2 separate regions of the Zea mays genome follow, and region 2 is linked to region 1. Evidence: chromatin contacts called from public HiChIP or PLAC-seq data. All regions are on one chromosome and are shown on one strand. The core of a region is the stretch at or near the end of the contact, and the rest is flanking DNA. Distances in the headings are between cores, read along the strand shown.

Region 1 (3,797 bases), core at 419-2,918:
CTCTATTGTTAAGTAAGGAAACTGTTTCAGATTCACTAATCTTGTTGCTTCTACCATCAACTTCCATATTGATGTTTCTCAATTTCTCAGCATCCAGTGGAGGAAGATTGACAGAACAAGGGCAATCTGAAAAACCTGTTGGCACCAGTGCTAAAGACATGTTCCCAATAGCCAAGTCATCGTCACCTCTAAGAGGCTGGTCAAGTTTGTGCTGAAGATCACCGAGAAATGTGCCGAGACTGGGAAGCCTATCCTGCAACTTTTGCATAACCTCCAAATGTACCTGAGTCGGATATGACAAAACATGTTAGATGTGAACAACAAACTTATATGGATGTGAAAACACTGCAGAAAAATTTTATCATCATTATCCTTGTTAAAATGTGTGTCCCAATTAGTATTTGAGCATTACAACTATGAATTTCAACTCAACTAGTGTCAACCAAAAACAAGAAAGAAAATGATGCCTTGAAGATTGAGAGGCCCAAAATTCACTTCAAGCTATCTCCCATGTCATTTACTCTACTGATGTACCACACCACTCCGAAATTGTGACAGGCCTACTAATAAAAACCAGTAAGCACTATGGAACTATTATTTTGCGCAGATGGCCTATAAAGGGAAACAAAAATGAAATGATTTCAAATGCCCAATCAAACTAACTACAAGCAAATGAAAGCAGATAAGACTAGATTGAAAATTTGTTGGCAATTTGGATATTCGAGATATTTGATTTAGAACATGAAAGAACAGGCATACAACTGGGAAGAGACATCATACCTCTCCAGTAGCAGCCGTAGTACAGGTCTGCGCAACCAGCTGCCACGACTGGTGCTCCGTTTGTTCCACCAAATCTGCAGAAATGCTCCCGAAATGAGCTCAGAGAAACGGATAGCCCTCGAGAACTATCATACATACAGCACGAAAGAGTGAATCTCATTTCTAAGAAATTAAACTACCTGCGGCCGATGCCAGTAGTCGGCGCCTCTTCGCGCTGAAGCACCTTGCATCCGACCCTTGCCGCTTACGCTCATACCTAATGGACACCTTTCCCGACCACCGCCTCACCTCCGAAGGCCACAGGCTCACCTTAGGCCCCGGGATATCCCACCCCATGAACCTCAGAAACGCCAGGATAGCCGTCTCGGAGGGCGTCACGACGCCGTCGTCAGAGATCCATAGTGGTGACCTAGGTAAGCAACACATCTGCTTGACGACGCGCGTCGAGATGGAGGGCGCTGCGACGGTAGCGGCGGCGGTGAGTTCCGAGGCGGCGGCGGGACGGCCGAGGCGGATGAGCACGGTGAGAAGGTGCCAGGCCAGCTCCATGTCCGCTGAGGACCCCCCGCCGGAGTCCATAGTAGAGGGCGAGGAGCGTGGATCTGATTGGCGAGGCATGGAATTGAGGCGGAGGCCGGCGAGGCGGCGAGGTTTTGGCCTGGAGCTGTGTTCTTCTCTCGCTTGCTTCTTCTGTTCCACAAGAGGGGAATATGCTTTTGCGATTTGGTCCTTAGAGTTATTGAGTTTTGTGGATCGGAGGGCAATGGGAGGCGGGAAAATTTGTTCGCGAGTGAAGTTTTTTGGAGCGGCGGATGCCTGCGCGGTGTGAAGACGCGCCCGTTTCCCGCCCGAGCTTTCCATCTCGGGCTCGTAATTGCAACGTCCCACACGGCAAGTGTACACACCACTGCAGCAGCGGAACGATATCGGGGTGTTTTACACATGGGGCCCACACACGGCTCTGAATGGCTACCTTGCTATTTCAAATCTGTGCGTCGGTATTGCACAGAGTAGCATACATACACCATACGGTACAGCACTGCGTAACACATGACTCCAGTTACAAGATTAGTACAATCGTGCATAAGTAGATCTGGATCGAAGGGCGACAAGAGCACCGTGTCCTTCGTAGATTCAGACTTAAGAACAATGAGTTATGCATTTTTTTTTTTGGGGGGGGGGGGGGGGGGGGGGTGCAAACGCTCCAGCCAGTGCTCCCCTGCCTCCACACAGCTAATGAAAACCAGTAATGACAGTTGTACTGAACAATCAGAGCTCATCTGCAGGTTCTCAAAGAGGATATCGTTCTAATAAAATCAACAGCTGTAAGCTACTGAACAAACGACCAAAATTTTGCTCAACCAAAGAACGGCAATGCCCACTGCTATCTGGTTGTTCTCCGACTTCTGCGGCGACATTCAAAGCAGTCCGAGCATGGATAGTAGGCCTTCACTCCATTTTTATGACCTATTTGTAATTTGGTTGGTGAAATCTTAAGTTCCTCTATCAGAATCTGACGCAGATTTTCGTTTTCCTCCTGCAGTTCCTCAATAACCTTTTGGTGCTTCAGTACCTGGAAGTGCAAGAAATGCAGAACCGGTTAGTAGGCTTGCATTTTGGTAGGAAGACAATCAATTGTGAGCTATTCTTCACAGAAATACAATATGACCAAAAAGAATAACCAATCACCAAGTAGTTCTCTACTGTCTCCCTACATGTAGTGAGAACTTTTAGTAGCTAAAGGAATTGAGGCAGAACATTTTATGCTAAACTTGGGATGAATGAGTAAAACACGTCTAACACAAGAATAATGAATGGAATTGCCAAGCAAACATTATAAGTGTGACTGAACTCACCAACTGAAGTACACTATCCATTCCATGCAAATTTCCAGGCTGTAAAATGAGTAAAGAGAGAATCGTTCATTCTACTTGAGCAGCAAAAGTCATAGCTGAAGCTACAATGGGACAAATAATACATTTAAGAATGTTTTCGTGCGTACGGCATCTCTGAAGTCCACCTTTGTATCATTCTGGAACAGTGGATCCTGTAGAAAATTGGCAATGACCTTTTTGGTTCGACTTACAGTCAATGCTTCCGGCTGAGTAGATTGCACTTTTGACATTTCATAACTTGAAGTTTGGTTCAAATTACTTTCTGCATCCTTAGCCTCTAGATCCATCGACATGCTGTTGTGAGTTTGTTCATTGCTAGACAAAGAATGAACCATAGGATTTGACGAAGACGGCGTCTCAGGGGTATCTTTTAGCTTTGATGTCCATTTAGACATAATTTCCTAGGGGGGAAACTAATACTATCAATGTTAATGCACTGAAAAATGAAAGAGAGAAAATTTGGGGCAAACTACAGTTCATATTTGTACCCCAACAGATGACTGAATTCCATGAAGCACCCGTGGCTTTAATGCAATTCCTGAAAGTTGAATAAATACTTATTAGTTTTGCTTCATCTGACAGGAAATAACTTCACAGCTTGGTGCAGGAAAAGGTAAGTGGTAAAAACCAGCTGAACACATTGCAGCAGTGGAAGAAATGACCATACACAACTTATGGAAAGCTAGCTGCAAGAAATGAAAAGGAGGCCTCCTCCATTATCATGAAAAGGTATTGGAGTAACTTCTTTGTTGTAAATGTTCAAAGGATAGATGAACTAACTACACACATGAATGAGCAGAATCACAACTGAGGCACAGAAAATGAACCAAAGGACCATTATGTAAGAACAATTAGTTTTAAATGAGGAGGAGTAGATGAGAAGGCCACATGCCAGCATGTATACACTGTTGCTCACACTTGACAGGGAAACAAGTAAAAGAAACTGAACTAGAGACAACGCACCATAATTGAAGATGAGTGGTGATAGTTCTTATAAGAACATGGACAAACATATTTACAAAGTTAAATAATTGAAATAACTGCAACATATACCTATTCCAAAACCATGGCCTATACCAACTCCACAGCCAATCCCTGCTTCGATGTTCTTTAATCCAGCCG
Region 2 (3,938 bases), core at 889-3,388, 260 kb before region 1:
ACACTATGGTCAACCAAAAACTTCCGAAGATGGTTAGAAACAGCTTGCAGTGCTTTTAGAACTTTCTCTGTATCGCCCTGTATCTCAACTATCCTTTCATCGTCAGTTACATAAAATGGTCTCTCATGTTCATCTGCAGATATTTATAACCCAAAAAACATTGTTAAGGAGAACTTCAAATATACAACTTTTCTAATGCCATAATAATCTGTGAGATGCTGATTTTATAACTTGTCAGCGGTTTTACCTTCCATTACCAAGAGTTCAATACAACTATTCCAATCATGCAAGATTAAAAGCATGCAGTTGAAATAAGGGTACGGCTACTAACCACATTAACAACATAATAATAATATAAAATCAGTTTTAACCGTGGAAGTTCTCTGACAAGAATGATAACGTGTATTTGTTAAATCCAGTGAAATGTTTAATACTTCGAGAACAATGGCACCCATCTTGCTAAAATGTCGAGACAACGCCGTTTTGTAAGTGTTAAGCTAAAGCTTGCCAGAAATTCAACAGTTACATTCGAAGCAGGGGAAGAAGATAAGATATTAAATCCAACAAGACGATATCACGATCAACAGCACTCCAATTTACAAAATTAACTGTGTATCAAGTACCAACACACAATACATCAGTCCAGAGAAACACCTCACCTACTGATATTACCCGTATTGTAGCACCCGTGCTCTCCTGGATTGCTTTGATAGTGGCACCTTGCTTCCCAATTAGGTTAATTGCCTGAGCTCCAGGAACCAACAATCGGGCAGCACATACACCAGGAGTAGCAGCAGCCTGAGTGCCCTCCGCAGCTCCATCTGTTATCCCAATGACACGCTTAAAAACTCTCATGAGAGCATCCATGGCTGGAGATAGCTCCAAGCCTGGATCTTCTTTTCCAGAAACCAAAACCTGGAATATCCAACATCCATGATTCAGTGAAATTATCCAAAGAGAACATGATACATTGATACTATATTAAGAATATTGCTAAACAAGAATAGCAAAAAAGAGCTATACAATATCGATTTTTAATTTGTTCAAGAGACAAACCAATGAAGATAGTTACCCAGCTTAATTGTGCCAGAAAAAAGACAGCTACCATCCACCATTATAATCCAAATGGCAATATGGTAAATCTATACATGTATCGCACAACATATATAGGCATAAAAACATATTGAAGGCTCACATCAATCATACCCTCCTCTGTACATAACTGTCTCCTTTACTAGCATTAAACATTCTGACATCTGAATACATACAACTTTTTCGATGTTTACAGTCATCACAACAAAATACAGCACATGCTAAATATCACACAGAAACAACATCGATGCAAGTATGCCCAGAATCTCCAACCATAAGAAGCTGTTTTTCACTCCCGTCATAATGTCCTATCTATTTAGGATAATAACCAAATCAGCAAACACTTGCAGTAGCGCAGAGAGTCAATTAGACCACACCACCGCTGAGATATTTGTGAACTCATCATGCACATCCCAACTTTCTTTTTCCCAAGAACACAGTGAGTGTATCTCACATTTATCGCCAGCTCAGACAGTTAAAACATAAATAACAATAACAAAAAATAGCTCCTAATACCAAGCAACCTCAATAATTCATAGTATAAAGCATATTTCGAATTTGCTACCATCCTTTCGCGTCAGAGAAGACATAAACCCATCAACCATCAGTAAAAAAAGCGCTACTCACGATACGCTCGGTGGCGCCGACGGGGCCCTCGAGGATGCGGACTCTGGCCTTGGTCCCCTCGACAAGGCGCTTGATGAGCTCGCCCTTCCGCCCGATTATGCTTCCGACCTTGAGCACTGGCACCACCAGCCGGAACACGCTGTCCCCGGGCCACCCCGGCCACCTCTTCGCGGCCGCCGCGACCTCCTCCATCGCGGCGGCATCGGACTCCTCCCCGACCTCAGCTGCGGTGACGGCGGCGGCGGATGGTTCGGCCATGACGGTGGCGGTACGGTGGAGGGGGCTAGGGTTTGGATCGCGGGGCGTGGGGCTGGGGCTGGGGCTGCGGAGGCGTCGCGAGTCGCGAACCTCTGCAAGTGGAGGGCGCTGGAGGGTGGAGACTGGAGGAGAGGAGCACGAAATCTGCCCCCTGGCCGGGTGGGCTCGCGATTCGGCTTCTCACGGGCTCAACTCGTGCCCGTGGTTAGATGGGCCGGAAGTTTAGTGGCAGAGAAAAAATAAAGTGCTCCTTAGGGATGACAATTTTATCCGTAAATCCAAAACATAATGGATACCCGACCCAATAGGTACGGGTGAAGATTTTGACTCGCGGACGCAACCTGTACCTGACTAAAAGTTTCACGGGTGTAGGTGCGGGTTTCTATTTCAATCCACAGGTGACCCGCACTCGAGCCGAAATTTGGTTTCTTCATTATTTTACGCAATAATGATTAAGATACAATAGTAATTAGCTTGAATAAGTAACTTAGCTAATGATTCATGAAGTGTTTTGTTGTTGCTAAATGTGAGAAGGCTTAAAATTCATAGATGTAACTGAAAGTTGCATAGAGGGGGGTGAATAGGCAAGTTAAAACTTTTTCAACAAAAACTAGAAACGAACTGGGTAAAACCGGTTCAACCGGTGTCAAAACCAGTTCAACTGGTTTGCACGAGCTCAACTAAAGAATGAGATATAAAACTGAATTTATCTCTAAATCCACCCAGTTAACTTTGGAAATGAGATGTTCAAGTTGATCCACAGGGTTCAAAGTAGTAGATCTAAGAAGGGCACTTCTCAAAATCCACACACCAAAAAGATATGAACAAATCTTACACGGAAGGGTGAGAGAACGAAGAACACAAATAAACACAATGAGCAAGAACACAAGAGACACAAGATTTATCCCGAGGTTCGGTCACACCACCAAGGTGCCCTACTTCCTCGTTGAGGCGCCCACAAAGAGCCGGGTCTCTTTCAACCCTAATCCTCCCTTTGCCGACCACAAAGGTCAAGCCCACACACTAATCTTTGCTCAAACGGACGGGTAATACAAACTTTCTTGTGGTCTTCCACAAGATTTGGAGACTCACAAGCGACACCTAGTTGTCTAGGAGCTAGAAGCTCCAAGAGTAATGAATCCACAAAGAACTCGATGTAGTACCAAAGCTCGAATGAAGAAGAGCAAGAGAGATTTGGAGATGAAGCACAAAAACCGCAACTCTCAAACTCACTCAAAGATTTCTCTCCAAAGATTTGAAATGTGAGAGGCAAGATGTGTGTGTGAGAGAGTGGGAGGTGTCTCTCATGTTAGAAATGGAGTCCAAGTCATGCTCTCCTGTGGGGGAGAGAGGTAGGAGTGAGTATATATATAGGTGGGGCTCCAAAACTAGCCGTTTTTGACTTTTCTGCACAAAAATCGGTTGAACCGGTTCCAAAACCGGTTGAACCGGTTTTCAAAAAGCTGCACACAACTTTTTGGCTGACACGGCAGACTGGCAGAAAAAGTGAACAATACAAAAACCGGTTGAACCGGTTTTAAAACCGGTTGAACCAGTTTCCACCAGACTGAAAATCGGCTGAGTGTCCGGCTGAGCTGGTCCAAAAACCGGTTGACTGTTTTTGAATACCAGCTGAACCAGCCTGAAAACCAGCTAAACCAGTATTTTCCAGAGGGCAATTTTGGCCAAGATATACTTAAAAAGGTTGTACTACATACTTTCACTAAGGATTAACAAGGGTAAAATGGAAGTTTTAGATCAAGGATTTTGAGCTTTAGTACCAACACCAACCTTCTTTTTGGATCCCCTTGATAGTACGACGATTCCTATACTCAAGTTAAATAAAATATAATTAAGTAAACTCCTTGAGAAATTGGTGTCTCATGTGTGATTTCTCCATGGCGTTGCTTCATAAGGATCACAAACATCCTTGTCTCACCTTTTGAAGCAAACACAAAGCA

Evidence for each region. HiChIP or PLAC-seq counts read pairs in DNA pulled down with a chosen protein or histone mark.
Region 2: a contact with region 1 is called in an H3K4me3 HiChIP or PLAC-seq map of leaf, with 4 times the contacts expected there. The contact joins the promoter of LOC100282383 here to the promoter of LOC103638924 in region 1. A contact is called at or near these places in 5 of 25 Hi-C or Micro-C datasets (bundle sheath, ear, leaf and 1 more) and 1 of 3 datasets of contacts at active chromatin or transcription factors (leaf).

Annotation. Positions count from the first base shown.
Region 1 is chr9:120,269,602-120,273,398 of Zm-B73-REFERENCE-NAM-5.0, reverse strand. LOC103638924 (probable serine/threonine-protein kinase cdc7) reads right to left here and starts at 1,668. Exons shown (of 15, transcript XM_008661715.4): 1 at 960-1,668; 2 at 781-854; 3 at 1-283. The coding sequence starts at 1,641.
Region 2 is chr9:120,532,006-120,535,943 of Zm-B73-REFERENCE-NAM-5.0, reverse strand. LOC100282383 (nucleic acid binding protein) reads right to left here and starts at 2,138. Exons shown (of 6, transcript NM_001155294.2): 1 at 1,720-2,138; 2 at 660-915; 3 at 1-133. The coding sequence starts at 1,977.